Regions from separate parts of the Zea mays genome. Here regions 1, 2 and 4 are each linked to region 3. Evidence: chromatin contacts called from public Hi-C data. All regions are on one chromosome and are shown on one strand. The core of a region is the stretch at or near the end of the contact, and the rest is flanking DNA. Distances in the headings are between cores, read along the strand shown. Region 1 holds the start of LOC103650024 (phospholipid-transporting ATPase 1). Region 2 holds the start of LOC100280416. Region 3 holds the start of LOC100383341. Region 4 holds the start of LOC100217027.

The links. Hi-C and Micro-C count contacts between places; a contact is called where the count stands out from the background.
Region 1: a Hi-C map of tassel shows a contact between it and region 3, with 2.6 times the contacts expected there. The contact joins the promoter of LOC103650024 here to the promoter of LOC100383341 in region 3. A contact is called at or near these places in 2 of 25 Hi-C or Micro-C datasets (ear and tassel).
Region 2: a contact with region 3 is called in a Hi-C map of tassel, with 4 times the contacts expected there. The contact joins the promoter of LOC100280416 here to the promoter of LOC100383341 in region 3. A contact is called at or near these places in 6 of 25 Hi-C or Micro-C datasets (bundle sheath, ear, endosperm and 3 more).
Region 4: a Hi-C map of leaf shows a contact between it and region 3, with 4 times the contacts expected there. The contact joins the promoter of LOC100217027 here to the promoter of LOC100383341 in region 3. A contact is called at or near these places in 4 of 25 Hi-C or Micro-C datasets (ear, leaf and tassel).

Annotation. Positions count from the first base shown.
Region 1 is chr3:44,659,203-44,665,263 of Zm-B73-REFERENCE-NAM-5.0, forward strand. LOC103650024 (phospholipid-transporting ATPase 1) reads right to left here and starts at 2,511. Exons shown (of 7, transcript XM_008675697.2): 1 at 826-2,511; 2 at 422-728. The coding sequence starts at 2,335.
Region 2 is chr3:45,013,697-45,019,936 of Zm-B73-REFERENCE-NAM-5.0, forward strand. It overlaps LOC100280416, which reads right to left and starts at 3,510. Exons shown (of 1, transcript NM_001153339.2): 1 at 2,374-3,510. The coding sequence starts at 3,390. The coding sequence ends at 2,641.
Region 3 is chr3:44,124,575-44,130,292 of Zm-B73-REFERENCE-NAM-5.0, forward strand. LOC100383341 reads left to right here and starts at 2,283. Exons shown (of 2, transcript NM_001175998.1): 1 at 2,283-2,455; 2 at 2,879-4,223. The coding sequence starts at 2,960. The coding sequence ends at 4,000. It overlaps LOC542177 (PK protein), which reads right to left. Exons shown (of 3, transcript NM_001111796.2): 3 at 4,942-5,718. The coding sequence ends at 5,219.
Region 4 is chr3:43,558,422-43,564,553 of Zm-B73-REFERENCE-NAM-5.0, forward strand. It overlaps LOC100217027, which reads right to left and starts at 4,365. Exons shown (of 24, transcript NM_001359539.1): 1 at 4,168-4,365; 2 at 3,137-3,168; 3 at 2,104-2,335; 4 at 1,810-2,015; 5 at 1,500-1,721; 6 at 1,245-1,381; 7 at 1,042-1,139; 8 at 841-938; 9 at 544-703; 10 at 337-453; 11 at 34-141. The coding sequence starts at 2,322.

The DNA.
Region 1 (6,061 bases), core at 1,261-3,760, 530 kb after region 3:
TGGGTACTATTCTTGCTAGGTCGGGCGCGGGGAGCCTTATGGTTTCAGTCCCTGGGGCACCTTCACGCCATGTGGCACCTCTTGCCCCGGCCCCTGGTGTGCCTCGCGGATTGGCCCCCAGGGCTCCTCTTGTTCTGGCTCCTGGGGGATTCTCTGCCATCGGTCCCTGGGGCACCCCGGCTATCAGCTCCCGGGTTCAACGCACATAGATACCGGTCATAACAACTTGACTCTTATAGAAAAAATTGCTTGTTCACTATTTTCTAGAAGATCATAAATTACGTAGTCTAACTCCTAACTATGTAACCACATTCAATAATTTGCAAGAAAGAAAATAGTTGTTTTCATATGTATCAAAAACATATTAATGTATCATTCCAATGTAGGATGCCTATGAAGCCAATAGCTAAAGCTAAGTTACCTCTGCCTGTCACCAAGGACATCAATCACTATGTAACCAGATGTTCGCTCAACAAGGACAATGCCATAAGATGCTGCAGCATATGCTAGTGCCTGTTCATCAGGGGACTCACCCTGATAGTCAATCAACTTCTGTTTTGAGTCTCTAGTGTCAAGGACAAGCGGCACTATGGTATTACAGGAAGCAAGAGCAAGTAAGAATTCAAGAACAAGCTTTGGTTCCTCATTTGAACCACCATCCCTGAGTAGTTTCACGAGCTCAGGGTCAATTTTAACTGACATCTTTGGTGTCCACAGATGATCACCGACTGTCCAAAACCAACAAAAGAAATTTGGTATAAGGGAATGGCAACATCACAACACAAAAACAAGTATGATGCAGTGAATCAATTTAAGTGATCATACCTACAACCGAGTATCCACCTGTATCTTTACCAGAGTTGTAATCAACCCCACGAATTGACGCACACTGGAAGACCATCTTGTTCTCCGTTAGTGTCCCAGTCTTGTCAGAGAACACATACCTTATTTGCCCTAAATCCTCATTTATATTCAAAGCTCTGCACTGGAACTTTGACCTTGATGACTCATCATACAGATCTTTATCAGCACCCATGAAATATGCCTGTCCAAGCCTTACCAGCTCCATTGATATATACAATGAGATAGGAATGATAACCTGATACACTATCACTGCCATAAGGAATGTGATGAATATCTGCATCCCAACACCATAATAGTTGTAGTTTTTCCCAGTTGTATAGTCCTTCTCCCTGAAGAATTGGGTGAACTCCAGCTCCCTCCGGTGATTCAGCAGCCAAATCCCAGCAAGCACGGATGCAGTTGTGCACATCCCAATAAGCATAATAGATAATATGACAGTCTCCCGATTCAACTGTGTTTCCAAGCGACTCCGCTTCGATGGCGCCCCTGAGCTATTTAGCATCACCTTGGTCTCCTTCCCAGCATATACCACAACCCCTATTGCCCATGTGGTGTTCTTGAGTTCACAGCCACGAAGAACAATGTTGGATGGCCCAAGCGAGACACGCTTGCCATCAATCTCAAGATTTGCTTGGAATCCGTAAATGTTCCTGTTGGGTCGTTCGCAATGCAGGACGCCACCAACACCACCATTCTGGGAGAACATGACATGTGTCTCCTGCTTGGCATACCTCGTCTTAAGATTGGTCTCCCCATCGAGATTCACAGTCTGGACGTGCGCAACACCGGTGGGATCGCTGGTAGCAAGCAGCACCATATCGGCCGGCAGTGTCTCATTGGACTCGATCCGTACCACGTCCCCGACGCGTATGTGCTTCCATCTCTTGGGCTGGAACTCGCCAGCTGTGCCCAGTGCGAGCACGGTGGCAAGGCGGTTGTTCTCCTGGCGGTCGGAACGGTGGCGGCGGAAATCCTCGTAGGCGTCCTTTACGGCAGTGACGAAGAGCACGAAGGCGAGTGGTAGCACGGACGCACCGCGGCCGAAGACAGCGACCTGGGGCAGCTGGTTAAGCACAGTGATTGCGAGGAAGTAGACGTACGACAGCCGCCGGAACTGTTCGAAGAGGTTCCGCGGTAGAAAGGTGAGGAACGAGTACTTTGCCGTTCGGATGGCGTTCCCAGAGAACTCCGGTGAGGACTCTCCCACGATGACCTCTCGGGATTCGTCATCCCCGACATCACGTTCCCTCTCCAACGACGCGGATGGGTCGGCGGCGGGTCCGTCGCCACGGCGGTAGGAGCGGAATGGGTCGGGGATCTCCACGGAGAAGGCGAGACGGTCTGCGCGGAGAGGAGGCTCCGACTGGGCCGGCGGGAGCAGTGACGCCGCTGGGGGATGCGGCGAGGGGGCGTCGTCGGGGGTTGAGGCGCCCGGGGTTGTGGCGATGAGGAGCGGGCGCTCGGACGCCATGTTGAGGACGGAGATGCGAAGCTAGTGCGCCAGAGGCATCGGCGGCGGCGGGTTTGGGTTGGCGCCGGCGAGGTCAAAGGCAGAGGTGGCCAGGTGGGGAGGTGAGGACTTTGGGGGAGTCGAGAGAGCAGGTGTAGACTGTAGAGGTATTGGGGCAGCACTTGGATTCTCAGCGATGGGAGGGGTTGATGGAGAATTTACAAGAGGGGTTGTAGCTCGTGAGGGTTAGTTTTTTTTAATCATGGTATTGTTAAACGGGAACATATAGCGTGTAAACTAATTTATTTATACAAATCGTGTAAATAGGCCATGAGAATAGAGATAAAACAATCCTTTTAAGATACTCTAGGGATGAAAACGGAAACGGTAATTTTCGGATACCGGAAATCGTTTTCGAAATTTTACCGAAATTTAGATCTAAACGTAAACGGAAACGGTTACCGAAAATACGAAAACGAAATCGGTAGAAAAAATCGGAATCGGAAACGGTTTAGGCTTTTTCCGACCGTTTCCGAAAATTACCGTTTTCATCCGGTATTTTACCGTCGGTAATAAATTCGGTATTTTTCAGAAAAATATTAAATCTGAGCTGACCTTTATAAATTCATAATAAATTCATCTTAGCTTAGAAAAATGTGAAACTAATTTTATTATTTTTCTAATATCAAGATCTATCTAATGATATATAGTTTAGAATCGTTTGAAACTTTTATAAATCTTATTTATGTTTTCTTATCTATTATTACTCTTGATACATATATTCAGAATTTGCATGAGAACTTAAGAAGGACTAAGAGGACACTAATTATATTGACTATGCCAAGTAGTAGGGGTACAAATAGAATGTCAGTGTCATATCATTATACATATCTTGATTCTACTTTATTTAAATGCATAATAATGATTTTATTATTGTATACTTCTTACCTTATATATTTATTGTGACCTCCTACCTTATATATTATTACTAATTTTATACGAATGTATGACTTGCGTGATTTTTTGAAGTCAATTGTGGGTACATGTTAAAGTTTTTACCGATCGAATTTTAGATTCCGATCGTAACCGGTGTAATTTTCGTACCGAACTTTCGTTTCCGATGTTTCCGAATTACCGATGTCGTTTTCGTTTCCGGAGTTACCGTTTCCGATCTCGTTTCCGAGGAAAAATACGAAAACGAAAATGATTTTAGTGTTTACCGATCGTTTCCGACCGTTTTCACCCCTAAGATACTCTTTTTTAAATCAGCCCTCCTACCTCCTCGACATATTTCTAAAAAGTTTTTTTAACTCCATTCTTTATGTCCTATACTTGCACGGTTTATATAAATAGATTAATTTACACATAACATGTTGCATCCATCTATTTTAAGTGTATTCTTATATATTAAAAATAAACTTATTTAAATTTAACTATATATAATATTACTAATCATTGTTGGTGCATAATAAATATCATTAAATTAGTCATTGGAAATATTTTTATAGTACGCTTATTTAGAGATACAAATGTTACTATGATATTTTTTATAAATCTAACTAATCTTAAGAAAAATTGGAATATATAAAAATTTAGACGACAATTAAAAAGAGATGGAGGGAGTAGTATGGACTACAATATGTTTCTATGATTTTCTATGTATTTATGAACTTCATAAAAATTGCAGAAGTTTTTTTTTGCAAAATATGAATAGGTCTAAGAGGTTGATATGGTGGATTCAAAGAGTGATCTTCGTTTGTTAGAGGTAGTGAAATTTTATATGAAATAAAAATTGAAAGGAGGGATTATTTATTTGATCATTACATAGTTACCCTTACTTATATCTATTCATACGGGATCATTGAATAGACAATGGCACGAGTAAATATGAGAAAGATATATACCACGATGGAACTTTTCTAGATTACCCTTTGGCTTTTCCTATCTGATGACACCTTTTCGGACGCCAAACACTGCGTGAGAACCGATGGCGGTGCCCTCTGTAGAGGCGCGGACGGTCCGCGACCAGGGGTCGGACAGTCCGCGACCTGGTACAAGGGCTGGCGTTCCCTGCCTAATGTCGGACGGTCCGCATGTGCGCAGGGGGCGGCGAAGGTCGCTGGCGGCGCCTGGATCTCGCTCCCGGGAGGGACCCCGTCGGGGAGGAGAGATCCTAAGGGTTGTCTAGGCTCGGCAAGCCGACCTAGACTCCTCTAATCGACGTAGAGTCAATGAGAAGCGGAGAATTTGGGGATTGGAATACTAAACTATGGCTAAACTAGAACTACTCCTAATGCGTAAGGTAAAAACGAGGAATAGATTTGATTGGATCAATTGTTGCGGGGTTCAATCGGCCGTAGCCCTTCATCTATATAAAGGGGGAGGTCTGGATCCGCTTCGAACTGATTTCCGAGTCAATCCCACGGTTTTAGGTAACAAATCCCGCGAGAAACTAGAAACCCTAACTGTCTCTGCGCACGCGCGGACCGTCCATGCCGCCACCGCGGACTGTCCGGACCGCGGACCGTCCGGCCTCAGGGTCGGACCGTCCGCAAGGCCTTTTTTGGCTTCCAACATATGCCCCCTACCTTTTGGTGAAGGTTGACAAACCAAAAGCATATGAACTAAATCTGATGTAAGTTACCGTTTCAAAATAGAGATAATTCAATAAAGCACCAATATATAAAGGCCGTTTTGGATTGTATCTTTCTCGGCCACGACCATTTGATCAATGCATCAAAATGAATAGAATGGAGGTGCCCCCCCCCCAACCTGGATAGACAAAGGGACTATACATGTACCATGGATTCATCGTCATGCCATTCCATATTTGAGTAGGACAATATACCGACGATGAATAAACGGGTGGAAAGTACCCTGGTCTCATAGGATGAACAGGTGATGCTTGTCGTGTCGCCTTTTGGGCCGTTTTGTTCGGCCGTTTCGTTTTAGCAGGTGACCGAGGTTTCTTTGTTGACCGATCACGTGGAACAGTCTTTTTGCTAGCATTTTTGGAGAGCAACTGAGCAAAAGTAGGGTCGGCTTTGATCAGCCGACTGTATGTGCTTTGACCTTGCGTCTTTTTCCTTGCTTCGTATAGAGGTTGACGCCTTTGGTCATAGGTGGACTGTCCGGCTGAGTTAGCCGGACCATTTGTCTGAGCACCGGACCGTCCACACGTAGGTGTCGGACCATCTGCGATGCTCAGGCTAGGCTGATGTGTTTGGTTCATTAATTGTGCCTGCCCCTCGGCGTCTTCGAACCTTTTAGCCTTCTCGCCCGAAGCCTTTCGAGCAATCTCCTTTTGTGATATAATTGACATGCGAGGATCGCCAATGACGATGCCCTTGCCTTTGCCTTTATCTATCATTTCGGGCCGAACCAAGACCTTTTTGCATGTGAGTTCTATTGTAACACCCGGCTTTAAGGAACAAAGCCAGGTGCATCTCATACATGCGCCAAGAAGACAACACATATAATAACAGAGTGTATAGAGATAAATGTCATAAATCATCAGAGAATTTATTACATAGCGGAAGACTTATTACAAAATAACATAATAAAGATAAAACGAACTAAGGATCGTCGGCGCCAATGTCGACTGGGAAACGCCACCTAGATCAGATCGAACTCCTCAGTGTTAGGCGGCTCCTCCTGAACCACCTGATCATCTCCTGTGGGGGGGGTGTGAGACAGCAAGGGTGAGCTCACACATGATCATCGCTCAACAAGTTGTGGGGAATAATG
Region 2 (6,240 bases), core at 2,260-4,759, 890 kb after region 3:
ATAATAAAATGGAAACACAACCTAAGGACTTGTTGGGTTAGGGATTGATTGAGGAGAATTAGAGGAGATTAAATCTCTTTCTATATAAATTTGTATGGGAGAGGATTTAATCTCATTCAATCATCCTCAATCCACTTTAATCGAACAAGCCAGTCAGATAAAAAGATCGATGTCTGTAGCTGAAAACGTTCAGCACATTCTTTTCTCCTTTCGTTCTCGTGAGTTCGTTCCAGGAGTTCCTATCTGCCGGTTAATGAGTGGATGATGCACGCCGGCAATGCTGCGCTCATCGGTTCGGTGATTTTACTTTTACGCGTGGGTTCGCGTTTTGCGAGCTGCTGACGCTGCGTTCACACTCCACGCATCTGCCTGCCGCTGGTGCCCTGGTCCCCACCGTTGCGTTCACACGCAGGTTAATTTAGTAGTGTACTACGTAGTTGTATTGTACAACTAGTAGGAAAGAGTAGTGCTGTTAGAGATGGCAATGGACCCGATCCCCGATTCTCTGATTCCCCGTGGGGAATTCCACTATTAGGGCTAGTTTGGGAGCCATAAAACAGAAGGGATTGGAGGGGCTAAATTTCACTTCTTATTCAAAATTGAATAAGAAGGAGAATTTAGCCCCTCCAATCCTCTTCGGGTTTATAGCTCCCAAATAGCCCGTTAGGGGATGGGGATGAGAAGTTTCTTCTCCCACAGGGATGTAAACGGGGGAAATTCTTCCCCGACGGATAAACAGGGACGGGGATGGAGAAGCATTCCCCATCCCCGTTCCCCGTGGGGACCCGTTAAACTTACATGTGATAATGTTTTCATATAATAGTTAATGATAAAAATAATAATTATCTTATCAAGAGATCACCCATTGTACAAATACATTAATTTTAATACGCACATAATAATTTTTACATCTAATAATGTGTATAAGTGACAATGTTTTACATTGATAACAAATGAAGTACGATTTAATTATAATTTAAGCGAGGATGGGATCCTCGACGGGGATTTATCCCCGCGGGGAACAGAGATGGGGAAGAAATGTCTCCCACAAGCGTTCGTGGGGATCCCCGCGGGAAAAAAATTTCGTCGCGGGGACAGGTTTGGGGAGCTAAAACCCGACGAGGAATTCCCCGTTGCCATCCCTAAGTGATGTGCTGTGTGTTGTGCAGTGCATGCATATAGTGCTGGGAATTGGGCCGGGCCGGGCCAGCCCGTCCCAAGTCCATCGTGCTTCATGCCAAACGGATTCGGGCCAGGAAAGGCCAAACAATTTTTGGTCGTGCCGTGTCAGCCCGAAGTGTAAAAACAGTGGCCCAGTCCGGCCCTAAACCACGTCGTGTCTTCGTTGGGCCGTGTCGGCCCAAGCCCGGCCCGTATATTTGATCACATAAAATTAAAATATTACAACCATATAAAGTTCATAGCTTACTAAATTAAAGATATTAAATAATTCTAGCAACATTTAACCACATAAACTCGAAATATAACAACAATATAACGTCGATATCTTACTAAATTAAAGAAATTAAACAGGTTGGGCTTAATTGGGCCGTGTCGGCCCAAGCCCAGTCCATTTATGCGGGACATGCCGGGGCCCGACGGGTCGGAATTTGAGGTCCGGCCCAGGCCCGCCTTCGGGCCATGCTCGTGCTGGCCCGAAAAGCCCAGCCCAGATTCCCAGCACTACATGCATATTTGCATGGCCTGATGGCTGCCATTTTTGGCTGCCGTTTAACGAAACCAGAACCATGGGGCTGTTACGTGCAACTCCCCTGATCCCCTCCTGAGTAGAGAGGGCAACGGGCGCGTACCCGCTGGGTACTATGTTCCCAAACCCGTACCCGTGAAATTAAAATATACCCGCTAAGAAACCCATGCCCGCAGCCGGGTACAAGTTTTTGCCCGTACCCGTGCCCACCCGGGTACCGGGTACCCGCGGGCTACCCGTGCCCGACAAGAAAGCTAATGGGCTGGGCTGCCAACCATGTTTACTAGGCTGGGCTCATTCGGATGCTAGCCAATCGTTCCTGCACTGAGGCTCTAGATTTCATAGATAGCTAATGGGCTGGGCTGCCAACCATGTTTACTAGGCCATAAAATGAACTTTTTGTTTGTTTAATAATATTATGCCGGGTTTTAGAAACCCATGGGTTTGCGGGTATGGGTACTAGGATCCCATACCCGTACCCGCGTACCCGCTGGGTTTAGCTTATCACCCATTAAGAAACCCGTGGGTTTGGATATTAGCCCGTATCCGTCCCCTAATAGGGTAAAAACCCACCGGGTTTCGGGTTTCGGGTACCCATTGCCATCTCTACTCCTGAGTCATGAACTCCTGATTGCTGAAAAAACTGAAAGTCTCAAAAGGTAAATAGGGAACACGCAAAGGCCTTCACGTTAAGAAAGCCATCAGATTTCATTACGGAATAAGTAATTAACACTGTCATCTCCTTAACTGACTAGAATAGAAGGAACCATGCATGTAATCCTCATGGAGAAGAGATGTACTCAACTAAAAGCAGGCAGCAGCCTAATACTTCTTGCTAGTATACATCTCAAAGGCATCGGCTCAACCGACATCCGCCGTCCGATCATGTGCCATCGGACATTCGGACGGACAAAAGCTCCAATCCCAACTCATCAGATGAGCCCCGAGCTCTCCAGGGCCGGGAAGCCACACTCGCCCTCAATGGCGCGCACCAGTGCCTCCAGCTCTAGCAGCGCCGCCGAGTCCGAGCCGTCGGCCCCAGCTGCCACGGCGGCGTGCGTGTGCGTCGCGGTCCACGCGCGCGCGCCCGGGCTCCTGTCCACCGGCGCTGGCGCAGCGGCGGCGCGGTCGAGCAGGAAGAAAGCGGACGTGTCCAGTGTCGGGAGCACGCACGCGGGCGCGGCGGGCGTCCAGCTGGGCGCGGCGACGGCGGCAGCGGGGGAGGAGGAGGAGGAGGGCCCAGGGGCGGGGAGGCCGGTGATCTCCTGCACCATGCGCTGGAAGTTGGCGGGGTCGGCGGTGATGTATGTGGTCTGCGGGCGCCGCGACGGGCGCGGCTTGCGCTTGGCGACGCGGCCCCCTCTAGGTCCTCCCGCCACGGCCCGGGCGGCGGGCGGCTGGCCCGGCCTGCTGGACACCGGCGCGGGAGCTGCGTCGTGGCCGCTGGACAGGAGCTCGGAGGCGGACGAGGTCGAGGAGGACGGGGTGGACGGGGAGAAGGGCCGGGCCGCGGCGGAGCTGGCGTGGGCAGGCGCAATGGAGGCGCGGAGCGCCGAGGTGAGCGCCGAGTTCTCGAAGGCGGCCGCGGAGGTGAGGCAGCCGGGGGGCGACGAGAAGTAGCAGTGGCTGGCGCCGGCGTGGGTCCAGATTGGGTCGAGGCCGGTGCAGCGGTTTGCCGCCATGTGACGAAGGGAATGGAAGCGACTAGCGAGAGAGGGGAGGTGCAGCAGCTCGACAGCTCGCAGCTTGGAATTGGATTGGGGTGACAGGTGGTGGGGGTAGGCGTAGGCGAGGAAAGGTGAGGCGGGTAGCGGGAGGCGACGGCGGCCAGCGGGAATTTATACTGTGAGCAGCCAGCGTTGCGAGGCCGAAATGGTGGGAGCACACGGGCTGTCTACACCATCATTTTCAGTAGAATCTTTCGAAACATTAGCATAGCAGCATTTGAGAGACGCAGGTGAGCTAAAATTGGCCCTAATGTCTTGCCTCCTTGTTGTTTGTGGAACACAAGGTGTCTTTAGAAATTCTAGGGCGCGAAACAAATGATGTATTTAACTACCTCTTGATCATAGGAAGACATTCGTGATATAACCATACTTGATACTTTGGTTATATATGTATGCCGATCTAATCATTTTTTAAACTCGGTTTTAAAAAGGATTACACTTTATCTCTTATAACTCAAGACAAATTTGAATGTTGGAATAGTTCTTTCCTTTATGTTTTATGAGGACGAGTGGAGCAGAGTATAGGAGTAGGTGCACATGATTTTTTTCAAAAACAAGAAACACGAAAAAGAAAACATAAGCAGCTGATGAGGCCTCTACGTAGTAGTAGGGGTTCAGGGTGTGCGTAGCGATGGGTGCGGAAGAGGAAAGCGAAAGGAGAGGACCGGACGGTGGAGTGGGGCCCTACGGAAACCGCGTCGCTGCCGCGCTTGCGGTGGCTGCCGGCTGGCCATCCGCCCATCCCATTCCCATCACATGCGGACGCCGTGCCGTGCCGGTGGGCTGCGGCCGGCGGCCGCTGAGGTGCGGGCCCCACCTAGGTACCCGTCTGGCTGGGTCCACCGCTCGCTCATCGTCATCTCCTGTCCGCAAAGGATCCCCGCCGCCGCATGCGCCTTTTCCCGTGCGTCACTGAGGGCGCTTGCATTGCATGGAAAGCCAGCGTCGTCGACGACCACGGTCGGTCGGTCCACCGCTGCCTCGATCGGCGGGCACACTTGTTGGGTCCACCCCCTGCCACTCTTGTTGCCCAAGCTCAGCACGGGTCCCCGTGCAGGGAGTCTCCTTGTACGGAGCAGTGACCATAGTCCACAGCCAGGTCAATTTTATGCGGTTGTACTGGTACGGCCTAAACCGCAAAAGAAAGGCGCTTCTGTCGCGATCAAAAGCGAGTTGTGTGAACGCATGAGCAGCCAAATTCTGAACCCTTTTGAAATGGTCGTCGGGAGGTCCATGCAAAGCCGCGTTGTCAGAGTCGGGTGGGCCACGCCACACGTAGGCGTCTAGCCAATCGATGAGATTCCGCGCCGGTGGATCTTCAAGGCTTCAAGACAGAACTCTACTCCAGGGTAAGGATATGAATAAATAATAGTGAGTAATTATATATTAGATATGGATATATTGACATTTATTATCCATATGTACAAGTATGGATATAATAAAATATCTATAGATATTATTTTGCATATATATATCATATCTTTATATCTGTTATCTGACATGTGGGCCATTCGAATTCAATACACTATCTCCAATTTACATCTATGATATATTGATTGATGCTACTGGATTGATGAAATTGTTAAATTTTGTTAAAACTATTGTTTGGTGCTGAATGTTGATATTATTTATCAATATTCGAGTTTGATCTATTTAAAATGGTTGAGATTTGATCCGTATTCGATTTCGAGTATTCAGTATCTAATTTATATTAGTATTCTTATACTCAAAGTTGGATGTTTAAGATGTCGATAATATACATATCTGATTCGAAGAGAAAATACGAAAACAAATATGGAAAAAGCAATATCAGTCCATATCTGATTCGATTACACTCCTAGACCTAGGATCCAATTGGGCTAGGTTAGGTCACTTGATGTGGTGGTGTCCCAGCCACGCCACATCCCATGTTAAAATGGATCGACGGAGGTTGCGAAACGATGGGTCAATTTCGAGATGAACCGACCTGGCTCTCCCTTTTTACATCTAGCCTTCCTTCTTCTAAAAGGACTTTTGTTTTAGGGGCAAATATATATCTAAAATAAAGTTTTTTTAAACAAATAGAGGGAGTGCTTGTTGAATTTAAATGGGCTAGCCCATCTAATTTAATTAATATTTCGTGAGCTATAATAATACTAGAGTCTTACCCGCATTGCTAGTGGGAAAACTTAACAAACTAGAAAAGTGGACTTAGTATATACCTTCTGTGAAGTTCAAAGATTGATGATCATCAATATTATTGGAGTGACTCCCTCTAATGTGGTTTTTACGATGTTCTAAATGAGAGCTTAGCATATAATACCAATTAGTGTGTGAATCACCTAACTTGAATTCGAAGAAGCAAATGTATCTTGAGTCTCCTATGTCCCATATGGTTTGCTTACCATACTTAACTGCAATCATCTCCTTGTTGTGTAGCTTGCCTTGTTCAAACTAAACTAAAAAATTGAGCTACTAGAATTGTTTAGATTTACATATATTGAATTCATGCTAATGTAAAATAGTTGTTTTAATATTGTTTTTTGTATTGATCAAAATTTGGTTTAGCGATTTATGAGGTTTGTAGGATAATTTTTATAAGCTTTTCTATTCATATCTAATGATCTAGATCTTATCAACAGGGCCGGTTGCGGGCTTGTCTCAGTAGCTTACCTATCCTATCTTCCATCCCATATTCAAATATTTTAAATTCTAATCTGTGTGCAATCTATAATACGAAACAATATTTTATACGATCATATGCAATGATTTTTCCAAGATAAAATTTGTAGGAACGTAGCACGCCACAAGCCTGGCTCAATGCCT
Region 3 (5,718 bases), core at 1,033-3,532:
TCATAGGTGCATAAGTCCACTCAACTCATTCTAAGTCAGAAACATCTCAAATCTGGCCACTAAGGGGTAAAACTTGGAAAATATAAAAAAATACCTAGTTTCACACATTGGATAAGTTGAATACACCCCTAGAAACCTTTTTGATACTACCTCCGTTCTCGAATATTTGTCGCCAGCTAGTTCATTTTTGAACTAAATAGTGACAAATAAAAAAGAGCGGAGGGAGTACAGCTAAGGAGATTGGATGGCTCAAGTTTACAAAAACACTCTTTTGTAGCCAGTTTGAGCAAAAACCAATTTCTAAGAAAAAGAGAAGAAAAGGTCCAATAAATGTTACTTAGACTAGTTGGATTGTAACTATAAATGTTTGTCTAAGTCATGGGGATGATTTTGAAGATAGTCAAAAAGATTTTGGAGAAGAATTGGACAAAAGAAGAAAAATCTAGTCTGTTGTCGGGGCCACCGGACCGTCTGGTGGCGCACCGGACCGGTTCAGTGTGCACAGACTCGGTCCGGTAGTATTTTTACTGAACAAGCTAGTCTCGGGAAATTTGGAGCAGCAGCACCGGACCGTTTCGGTGACACACCAGACCGTCTAACAAGGTTCAATGGTCACCTGCAGAAATCAGAATGGTCACCTGGCAAACCACTGTTCACGGTCTGTTGGCGCACCGAACTGACATTGTTCATGGTCCGGTGCACCACTGCGCAGTCAACTTTTGCGCTGAAGTTTCCAACGACTCTATTGAAACTTGGGATATAAATACCCCCAACCAGCACATTGAAGACACAAGAGTCACTTCAACCTACTACACATTAAGTGCAACCTCTCCACGCATTCAAAGCTAATTTCGCGCCGCATTTGATCCTATTTGCATTTAAATGGCTTAGCGGCAAGAGCAAAGAGATTTACGAGTTCTTATGCTCTTGATTTGAGCTTTCTTATTCTCACTTCCCATTCTCGTTCTCTTGATTGTAAAGTGAGGCAAGAGACTCCGAATACTTTGGGTGGAGATCCTTGCGGGACTTATTACCCCCGTGATAGTGAAGCAAACTCATACGGTCTCGGTGACCATGTGAAAGAGGTAAAAGGTTGAAAGAGACTCGTCCTACGTGGACTCCTCAACAATGAGTAAGTTCTTCGGAACCGAACCTCGGGAAACAAATCGCTGTGTTTTTGCGTTGGTCTCAATCTTTATGATTTGCTTATTTCCTCTCCCTATCTAGTTCTCTTGCTTGCAATCGTTTTGAGTTGGTTTCTAAAGTTATCTGCATTGTTTGAGTAACTCATAGCAAGAAGAATTTCTCTTCCGTACTCCGGTTTCATTAACACTCGTTCTAACGGTAACTTCGAGTGAAGTTTATGTTTAAAATTTATAATTTTTAAGTTTCGTCTATTCACCCCTATAGACCATCTTCAGTTACCTATTGGATGCTTAGCCTTGGGAGAGCATCCTCGCAATGATTTCTGACGAGAAGTAGAGAGAAACTTGCATGTTTCTCATTAAAATGCCATACAGTAGGACATCAGCCCACAACAATACGGCAATACATCGCTCATAGTTATAGTCCTACTGACACCCACGCCAGTAATTCCTTCCCGCGCCTCTAATTTGACGTTTGTATGCGCGTGTTTGTGGAAATGGACTTTTTATCCACTTCACGGTTGTGAGCTAAGATGCGATTACGAGCCTTTTTTCCATCAGCAAGGTACTGCCGTACTGGATTCATTGGATTTATCTGTTTCCGTCAGTTCATGTAAGAATCGTACTGTAGTTTTGAACGGTCGTGTACCTCCATTTTTGCCGGCCCACGCCAGCAAGGAGGCTGACCTCCAAAACTGAAGGACTCCTACAAGCTGACGCCAAATGGCAACACAGGCACACAGCCAGTGCAGCTTAAGTAAGGGCTGACATCAGAACTCTTGAGATACTATTATATCGATAAAAAAGAGAAAAGAATACATTTTTTTAAAAAAAAACTTTAGCTGAGGTGGCACCCATCAGTCCATCACCACTCCACGGCGTCATGGCTGCCACATGATGATCAGCGAGGCACCAAGCGCCTCCCTTTTCCCCGTTTTTCTCTTCCTTTTGGGGACCATCTATTTCTGGGCTGGCCGGAAAGCGAAACTGCCACCACCGCTGAAACTTTTATTAGCCGAGCCGAGCGAGCGTTCGAGGGCGAGGAGGAAATCAGGTGGGGGAAAACTTAAAATTAGAAGTCCAGCGCAATAATTGAGCAGGCAGGGCCCCTCCTAATCACTGCCCCTAAACATGTGTGCCGGGCCGAGGCCATGGTCGATGCAGGGAGGAGGATGCCGCCGCTGCCGCGGAGATTGATAGTACTAGTATAAAGCAGGCGGAGACAGCCGGCCCCTCTGGCCTCGCTGCTCCCCCTTCCTCCCCGTCCCCACCCACATGCCCTGCCTCCGCCCCGCCCCGCCCTGCCCAAGGTGATTGATTGATTGGTTGGTTGGTTGGTTGCTTGCTTGCTTCGTTTCATGCTTTCCCCTTGCTTTGCTGAGATCCAAAAGCTGAGACTCAGCTTGTGGATCCATCTGTTCTGTGCGCCTACTCGTATCTTATCGCCGCCAGATTGGGAGCGTATGTGCCTGCTATCTGTGGATCCATCTGTATGTTGTTTTCCTGATTGAATCGTGTGTTGGATGCCTGGTGGTTGACCTTGCTCCTAGTCTTTTGATTTACACGAGCTTTCGACGAAGCCGCGTCTGGTCTGTCTGCTCCATCACAAGAGCACGCAAATGGTTCGATCTGCCGTACCAGATGATTGCTGCATTCAGTGGGACGTCATGCACATCCACGATGGATTGTAGCGTCAGCACTCTGATCTTTCCTTGTCGATTTGTTTGTCGCAGCTGAGTTCCCCCACCCCCAACAAACAATTACTAGAGTAGCTGCATTGGCGGGGAAATTAAAGCGCTAGAAGCTCAGCAGCAATGGCGGAGCAGGCGGGCGTCGGAAGGTACTGGTGCCACATGTGCGCCGCGGCCGTTAGCCCCGCGGAGGGCGAGGTGGAGATGAAGTGCCCGTTCTGCCACAGCGGCTTCCTCGAGGAGATGGAGACCGCCCGCGGGGCCGCGACCGACGACGGTGACGGCGACGGCGCGGTGGCTCAGGTGCACCCCGGCGCCGACCGCCCGAGCTCCATCTGGGCGCACGCTATCCTCAGCACGGTCGACAGCTCCGCCCGTCGCCGCCGCAACCGGCGGCAGCAGGAGGCCGCCAGCGACGTCTACGACTGGAACGACCCCGAGTTCTCGCTGCGCCGGCGGCGCGTCACCGCGTTCCTGCGGCTCCTGCACGAGCTCCGGGACCGCCAGCTGCAGCGGCTGGAGTCCGCTGCCGGCGTCGCCCTCGAAGGCGACCAGCTGACCCCGTTCGGCCGGAGCCTCTTCATCGGCGCAGCCGGCGGCGAGCATGGCGTGGCGCTGGGCGACTACTTCCTCGGCCCCAGCCTCGACGCCTTGGTACAGCAGCTCGCCGAGAACGATGCGGCGCGGCACGGAACGCCGCCGGCCAAGAAGGAGGCCGTGGAGGCAATGCCTACCGTGGAAATCGCCGGCGGCAACGATGACGACGACGCGGCCAGCTGCCCGGTCTGCCTGGAGGACTACGCGCCCGGCGAGCGCGCCCGCGAGATGCCCTGCAGGCACAGGTTCCACGGCAATTGCATCGTGCCGTGGCTCGAGATGCACAGCTCCTGCCCTGTCTGCCGGTTCCAGCTGCCGGCCACCGACGACAAGAGCTCATGCAGCGGCGGCGACGGTGGTTTCGTCAGTGTCGATGCGGATCGTGAAGGCAGTGACAACGGCGGGGGTGATGGTAGGGCAAGCTCTCCGGGCAACGCCGAGCTAGCTGAAGCTGAAGAGAGTGGCAGGCGGTTGCCGCCATCCTTGCAGTGGCTCAACAGCCTGTTCTCGCCGTCGGCGCAGTCCTCCGGTAGCGGCGGCAGCAGTTCGCATCATTGGGAGAACTAAGCAATATTGCCATGGTTGCTGCCGCTTGAAAGCTTGGCCCGTTGGTTGGTCCCAATGTACATAGGAAGGAGCAGGAGCATGCCGGGTTGGTGCCATGTAAAAATCTGGAGCCTTTTTTCAGTTTGGCTCATGTTAATGGTCTCTGATATGTATCATGGCTGTAAAAAAGAACAGAAATGGGCAAATGTATGAACTTGCCGCGCTCTTGCGTGAACTGGGTGCTAATCATCGTCTTACTACTCAATTTTGGTTTTTATTAACAAAACTATAGTATTTATGATATTAAATGTCTTTATATTTTTACCAATAATATTTTTATAGCATACCTGTTTGATGTTATAGATTTTTATAATTTTCTATGTAAGTTTAGTCTAACTCAAGATGTTTTGACTGTCAAGAAAATTGAAATCGCTTATAATTTAAAATAAATTGAAATGGGTTATAATTTGAATAATTTAATCTTATGATTTATAGAGTTAAGATGACTCAGAATTTAGAAATAATGTTGATTATTTAAGATGCTTTGACTCTCGACTTAATAATTTAAAATACGTTTAAGTGACTTATAGTTTGAAATGAGTTGGGTTACAATTTAGACTTATAATTTGATATAATTTTAAATGGGTTGAGTTATAATTTGGAGAACGAGTTGGGTTATAATTTAAAACGGATGGAGTGGTTGCTTTTGTGAGGTTTGAGCTACACATGTTGTCGCCTGTTTGATTTTATCCAAAACTAGCTACATAAGCAAGAGCTACGTACAACTATGTAGGCTACGTTTGAGTTAGTTAGAGGTTGCCACACAGTGTTGACTTGTATCAACTCGATGTTTGATGATCATTAAAATCAATATATTCTTGTAAAAAAACTAGTTGGTTCAATAGCACTAGGTAGGTAATAAATTGATTTCGCTGAACCAAACAAGAAATTTTTTTTTGCCAAACGAAATAAAATCAACAAGCAAGCATGTGAAACAAACATAAAATTTTCAGTACGATAAAGTTGCAGCACAGCTGCAAATTAATTAGCTATAGCAGTTGATAAACTGTTTAAATCGCTAATATCTAAACGACAAATTCCCACAACCTTGTAACACCAAGGTGTACCAGAACGCAAAGTCTGTATCTTTGGCAACAGAAAAGCTGTGGATACGCTGATGTGCGTAAGCAGCCTCACAAAAATTCACCAAGCAAAATGGTGTCCCTCACCCTTGGACCCCTACTTCACAGTAAGAAGCTTGATGACGGATGAAATCCCGATGCGGTGCAGGGCCACAACGGATTGATCGGTGTTGCATAGCCCCATCGTCTTCGCATTTTCAATGGCAAAACCAATAGCTTCGTCAGTGGCTTCGTTGTCAAAGGCCTTGGCAGTGGCGGCACTCAGCATTGGGATGACACCCCTCACAATGAGGCTGTGCCTTGCCGGACCCTCGTCACTGCAGGCCCAGTCGAACGAGTCTGTCTTCAGCTCAGGAACCACAACGGACAGAATCGGCATGGATGGCCTATACTTGGCTACAAGCCTAGCAGTAGTTCCTCCCCTGGTCAGGACCAAGATAAGTGCTGCCCTGGCAGAGTTTGCTGTGCGAACAGCTGATGATGCAAGGCTCTCCAATGGACTCATTGGAATTGGAGCTGAAGCCATGATTGATTTGAAAATAGCAGCATGGTCTACGCAAGACTCTGCTTGCAGGCAGATCTTAGCCATAGTCTGCA
Region 4 (6,132 bases), core at 3,115-5,614, 560 kb before region 3:
TAAAATAATATAGGACAAATAGTAATGACCAACCTTAGGTGGCTGCAATACCCTACCATCAACTTCTGTGAAATTTCTAGCAATTGTAATCCCGCATGCCTTCAACATGGGCTCTGCATCATAGTTGCTTCTTTGCAGCACCTACTCAATTTGACATGGAAAAAAGAACAAGTTAAGGAAACCATACCTACCAATAACCCCGCTTGCTAAGGTTACATTACTAACAAGAAAAATGCTACGCAGCTCTCTTTCTTTCTCTTCTTAATATAATGATACGCAGCTTTCCTGCATGTTCGAGAAAAAAATGCTAAGATTTAAACCAAAAAATACACTCACATCAGATAAAACAGACATCCTTTCCTGCGGTTTCTGCCTAGATTTCTCCACGAGTGATGACCTCTGAAGTGTGTTCAAAGCTTTAGTGTATCTTTGTAAAGGCACAAGACTGCATAACTGGTAAACATGGAAACAATCTTCACAACATTAGCAGGGGGAAAGAGATTTACATCGAAGGAACAACATTAGGATTCAAATAATAGTTACCTCAATTGGAAAATATGTTGGCCGCTTTAGTTTTCCCACATTGATGCAAGGAAGATCACCAGAGTATTGCAGCACTATGCCACGCTGCTTTACGAAGTAATCATAAACAGTGATCTCTTCAGAGTCACCATTGTTACCATTTTTATGTTTCAGTGTGAATCTACATAAGCAAGAAAATCACCAAGTACTTAGAAGCTGTATATATAAAACTAAGATGCATAACTCAAAAGGAACTTAGAGAACAAAACAAAGTGCAAATAACATACACACTTTTAAACAACACATCACACTACTTACAATTGCTCACGACAAGTTCTTTCGCTGAGACCAACAATCTTCTGTTCTTGGTTCGCTGGACTTATTTTTATCCTCAAGTTCTTCAGTGCACGCTTGGCCTGCAGAAGTAAAGCAAATTGCAAAACTGTACATCTAAAGTTTCATGAAATGGAACCCAACCTTTATCTCTATACCATTTGTTGTATTGGCATAAAGCATTACCTTAGCCCAATCAATCATGCTTGGATCACCAACTTTCTGATTGTCAAGCAGAAAATCAATGACAGGACCAGGTTTCACTATCATTGTAGTCGACACATCTGCACAGACGAGGTTATTTTAATACACGCAGACATTACCAACAGCCTAGAGAGATGAACATTGTATTGTATAGATTAAAACAGGGCATATATATGAAAACAGACCGATATTGAGTGAAAGTCCACTCTGGGTTGCTCGAAAACTAGAATGAAAACCTCTACAGCCCACTACACCACCACCCAGGTCAACAAAATTGGAAGGATTGTTGTGGAAGAATGATTGCCTTACTAATAGGCAACCCCTGCAAGCAAAAAGGGAACAGAGTTAAAGACATGGAATGGCTAAAATGCAAGAATCATTAATAATAACAGCAATATTTGTAAAATATGCCCTATGAATTGCATGAAACAATTACATACTGCTTAGCTGAGTGCTGCCTCAGAATAATGTCAATCACTCGAATTGCTTCCTGAGTGTGCTCTGATTCCTGACCTCTTAAGGCCTGTGAGATTGCACTCATAGGAATTTTTGCTGCAAAAGAGAGCTCGACCTTATAGGTCTTTGTATTGTAAGGCCTTCTGACCCTTTTCCTGTCACTTCCGGGAGGACTGTCATTTCCTGGACTGCCGTTTGCAGGAGTCCTGAAAGCAAGAAAGCCAAGTTAACATTTAGGGATAATTATCATCAGAGTAGATAATTATAAATCAATCGAAATAAAGGAGGCATTACTTTCCAGTTGAAAAATCTTCAACCACGACAGTAAACTCATTTTTAACTTGAGGAAGAGCACCAATTGTGAACAGGCTCTTCTCACCATCATAGGCAAAATCTTTATTTGCAAGTTCAGCAGCATAAGTTTGCTGCAGTTTTTCAATCACTTTCCTTCCTGACCCTTTGCGATCAACCGGTGTATCATCTTCATACTTCAAATTGACCTGCAACCAGTAAAAGATAGCAGCATTGATAATAAAGGTATGAGGATGAAAATAAAGAAATGGCACAGGGCAAGGATTAGAGACGCACATAGTAATGGTAGAAAAATTCTTCAGCATTCACAAGAGAAACTTTGAAGTGATTTGTTATCAGCTTTATTGGCTGCCCCTTTCTGCCAAATCCATTTCTCTGGACCAGACTCCTAGGTTTCAATGGCATCTTTGTTTCATCAGCTTTAAGTGGTTCAACACCAGCAATCAGAGGAGGTGGTGGAGGCAAGTCATTGGCCTCGCCATTGTGAGACTCCATTTAGTGAGCCTTGCTGCATGAGTAGGTATCCAAAGCAACCCCAATCAGACATTTGTGTAGGCACTAGCTGTATAATTCAAGCAAGCAGCAAAGCAACTGAAGCAGCAGAAGGACAAGTATACAGGTAAAATCACCCTTCCAACAGAGATAGAACATCTGAGTACAGCAATATTGCAACAAGCTGAAGCAACAAAAACTAGGAATTAAGTTGGTGCAAACATGAACTGTTTAAAAAGTGTTAAATCTAAACTTAAAACCACTAATGGGAGTCCCTATCTGATGCCACACCTCCAACAATACACATTCTCTAAAGTAATATCAGCTGCCAACTAATTACATTTTGCAAACGGTATACATTTCAGTAAACCACAAATGTTTACTCCGAAGTCCCATCACCACGAAATATGCAACACAAATGTAACATCAGGATACTTTATTATTTTGCAGCCCACGCTAACGTCAATAAAATTGGAATGCTTAAAATTAAATATCTGGCTTTGTTTTGTTTCCCAATACTTCATATGATTAAAGCAGTAAGAGAAGAAGTCGCTGTATAGTATAGATGTAAGAATGATGCAGGTAGGCAAAGCCCAATTGCTGTGACCTTACAATTTTTTTAAAAAGAACATGAAATCATGATCATCTCACAGACTATGGAAACAGTAATAAACACGGACCTCAACACGACACACTACCAGAGTTCATAGAAGATTTTCTAGTGACAAAACTCATACAGAAACATCCTACTAGTCCATTATAGGAGACGTTCTACATGCTCACACAAAACAGTAAACTATATGGCATATATACTCACATGAGCACTGTATCGGACCCAAAGCTGCAAATCTGCTCATCAACAAATGAAAACGAATTAAATCATCTAACACGACCATAAATAAAGGAGGATGTAATGGATTACAATAATAGTCATGTAATTATATATCTATATACTATATAGACCCTAAAAATGCAAAAGATTTGAAAATGGGAATAAATCCAGGAAAAAGGCCAAGAAAAAAGTGCGTCATTATCCTTTCGGGAATCATGGCGAAATTTCCAAGACTCCAAGAAACAAGAAAAGGCAAAGAAAATTGCAGCGCGTACCCAAAAAATTAAGGAAAATTAATTAACAAGAACAACGCCACACTAAAATCCTTGTGGATGAACCTTCCAGAATAAGTCAATAATATCCTTAAGAATGAACGTTCCAGAGATGCGTGTTTATCAAACACCGAACGGATATCTAGAAATGAACAGTGCCGCCATAAACCTCCCAGAAACTAAAGAACGCATAGAAAAAACAGATCTTTAATGTGATGAGCTGCAGCACCATAAACCAGCTATAAAAAACGTGCAAAAAATTAAGATGACAAACAAGAAAACCTGAATACTGAATAGTGAATACCTCCATATAAGTAGAAAGGCTCAAAAAGAGGAGAAAACACGTCAAGTAAAATGAGCGACGAAAAAAGAGGAAAAAGCAGACTATTGCCATTACAGCCAGAAAAACGCAGACCATTGCCATTGAAGCAGGAAAACAAGAAAAAACCCTCCATATAGAACAATGAAAATCAGAAAGAGGCATAAAAAGAATCAACGAAATTAAAAACCACAAACGCTGCCACATGCGCGCCACGGGGGCCATTACCAAGAATCCACACTGAGAGAGGACTCGAACTCGAACGGTTCGATGGCAAACAATAGAAACATGCCTAAAATCGTAGAATAATCCAGCAAAGACAGCACGACCCATGCCCAAAGACAACACATTTGTAAGCGCAGACCGCAATGCAGTGCTCTTGAATCTTGAAACGAAAAAAAGGGACAAAGAACCGAAGAACACACCGCTCGAGGGGGCAAAAGCCCTCGCCTCAGAACCCTCCCTAAATCCGCGCCGCACGAACAACCGCAGCGGCAAGAACCCCACCGAAACCCTAGATTTCCACCAACAGCGAGCGGGGGAGCGGGAGTGAGGAGCGGAGCGGAGGAGTTTCCGTTACCGCCGAGGGAAGGACAGTGAGGTCATTCCGCACCTGCCCGCGCGGGCCCACCTGTGGGCTCCGATCGGCCAATCTGGACCGTGCGTTGGGAGAGCCCGGAACATGAGGTCGTGACCTGGTGACACGTGGAGGGGAGCATTGGACGCGGTAGGCTCCTCACGCACTCACGCGCACCGTGCTCTCCACTTCCTCGTTGCACGCCAAAGCAGCATCGGACGCAACAACTACTCCACTGATTCGTGGGCCACGTAAGAGTGTACCCTACCAGTCATTGTCACTGGTGGTTCTTCCGGGTAGAGGGAACCCGCTGCCTCCGCGGCGAGCCGGCGACCCATATCCTGCCTTGACTAGTGCGTGTGCCCGGAACCGGAAGACGCACCAGGCGCCAGCACCATCGGTGGCGACTGACGACCCGGCGCATGCCCCCAGCCCGCACTGACACGGGGTCCGTGTGCTGTTTGGTCCCAGCAGTCAGTGAAACAAAAGGTGTTGCCCGAGGCCGCCGCTTGGGAGTCGGGACTCGGGAGTGTCACTGCAGATCGCCGACCGTGCACAGAGCGTCCCATCCGTCTGGTACGGCGTTAGCGTAACGGCGGAAAGCAAACTCCAGTCTTCCCCGGATCCGAATCCGACGGCCGTGCGGGGCAGGACACCTGTACATGCGGGCGGATCGAAGCCGTTAGCTTACGGCGCCGTCACCGAACCGAACCGGTAGGATCTCCTCGGGGATAATATCCACGCATCGGTTTTGGGTGTGTTTGGTTTGACTTTTGGCTTTGGCTTTTGCCCCCCTAAAGCCAAAAGCCAACCAAAGGGCTGGATCCAGGAAGCAGCTTTTTTTAAAAGCCGACTTTCTCGTAGTGCAAATCTAAAAGCACCCCTGGACCTGCTTTTAGTGGCTTTTTGGATGGAACTGTGAAAACATATATCGAAGAATTTTTAACGACTTTTAGTGGTTTCCACCAAATGGTTTTTAGCTTTTTAACAGCTTACAGCCTACAGCAGCTTTTTCCACAGCTCACAGTTCACAGCAACTTTTTTCACAGCCACAGCCCAACCAAACAGACCCTGCTGCGCTCCTGGCTGCAACCACGGCACCCTACAGCTACACCGGGTCTACGAACCTCGTGCCACATACAAGTGGGCCCGCAGAGTGCTTCGTATGACGCACAGTGGACCCGGAGCATTCAACAGTGCGGCGGGGTGGCAGCGGCAACGCAAGGGTCGCGTAGGCTGGCAGATCGTCCTCCCTTCGGCCGGCTGGTGTCGCTTCCGTTTTCGTAAAACAGTTTGGGCAGGCCTTCGAAAGGATGGCTGCGGCATTTCCTTCTCCATCACTGCGGGCAGAGAATTCTGCGGACAGGGAATCCCCGTGCTTTGCCACCTGCCGCTGCGGCTAGGCTCCTCGTCGCCTCCTCCAGCACGCGAGAATGGATCTGCGGCCGGGCCACGGCTGTGCAGCTGCCGGCCTTTTTTTGTTTCCGATTTTGACGATTCGAAAATTGAAAGCAGGAGATTTGGCACGAGTTCATAGCCGGGAAAGTAATTAGAGCAAGTTTAATAATAGAACCTATTATTAGCTCTAACTCATTACCATGTCCTTTAGAGCCAATAATAAACACACTTATATAATAAAGTTGGCTCTTATATGAATTCCTTATCTCCTTTTCTTCATTCTTTTATCTGTCTCTTGCATCAGAGTCCACTCTCTCTATTTTTTAATGTCTCTCTCTTCTACATAAGCAAAAATAATATATAAACAGGCTTAGAACTTATTATTGTATTTACTCTTAGCAGAGATTTTAATACG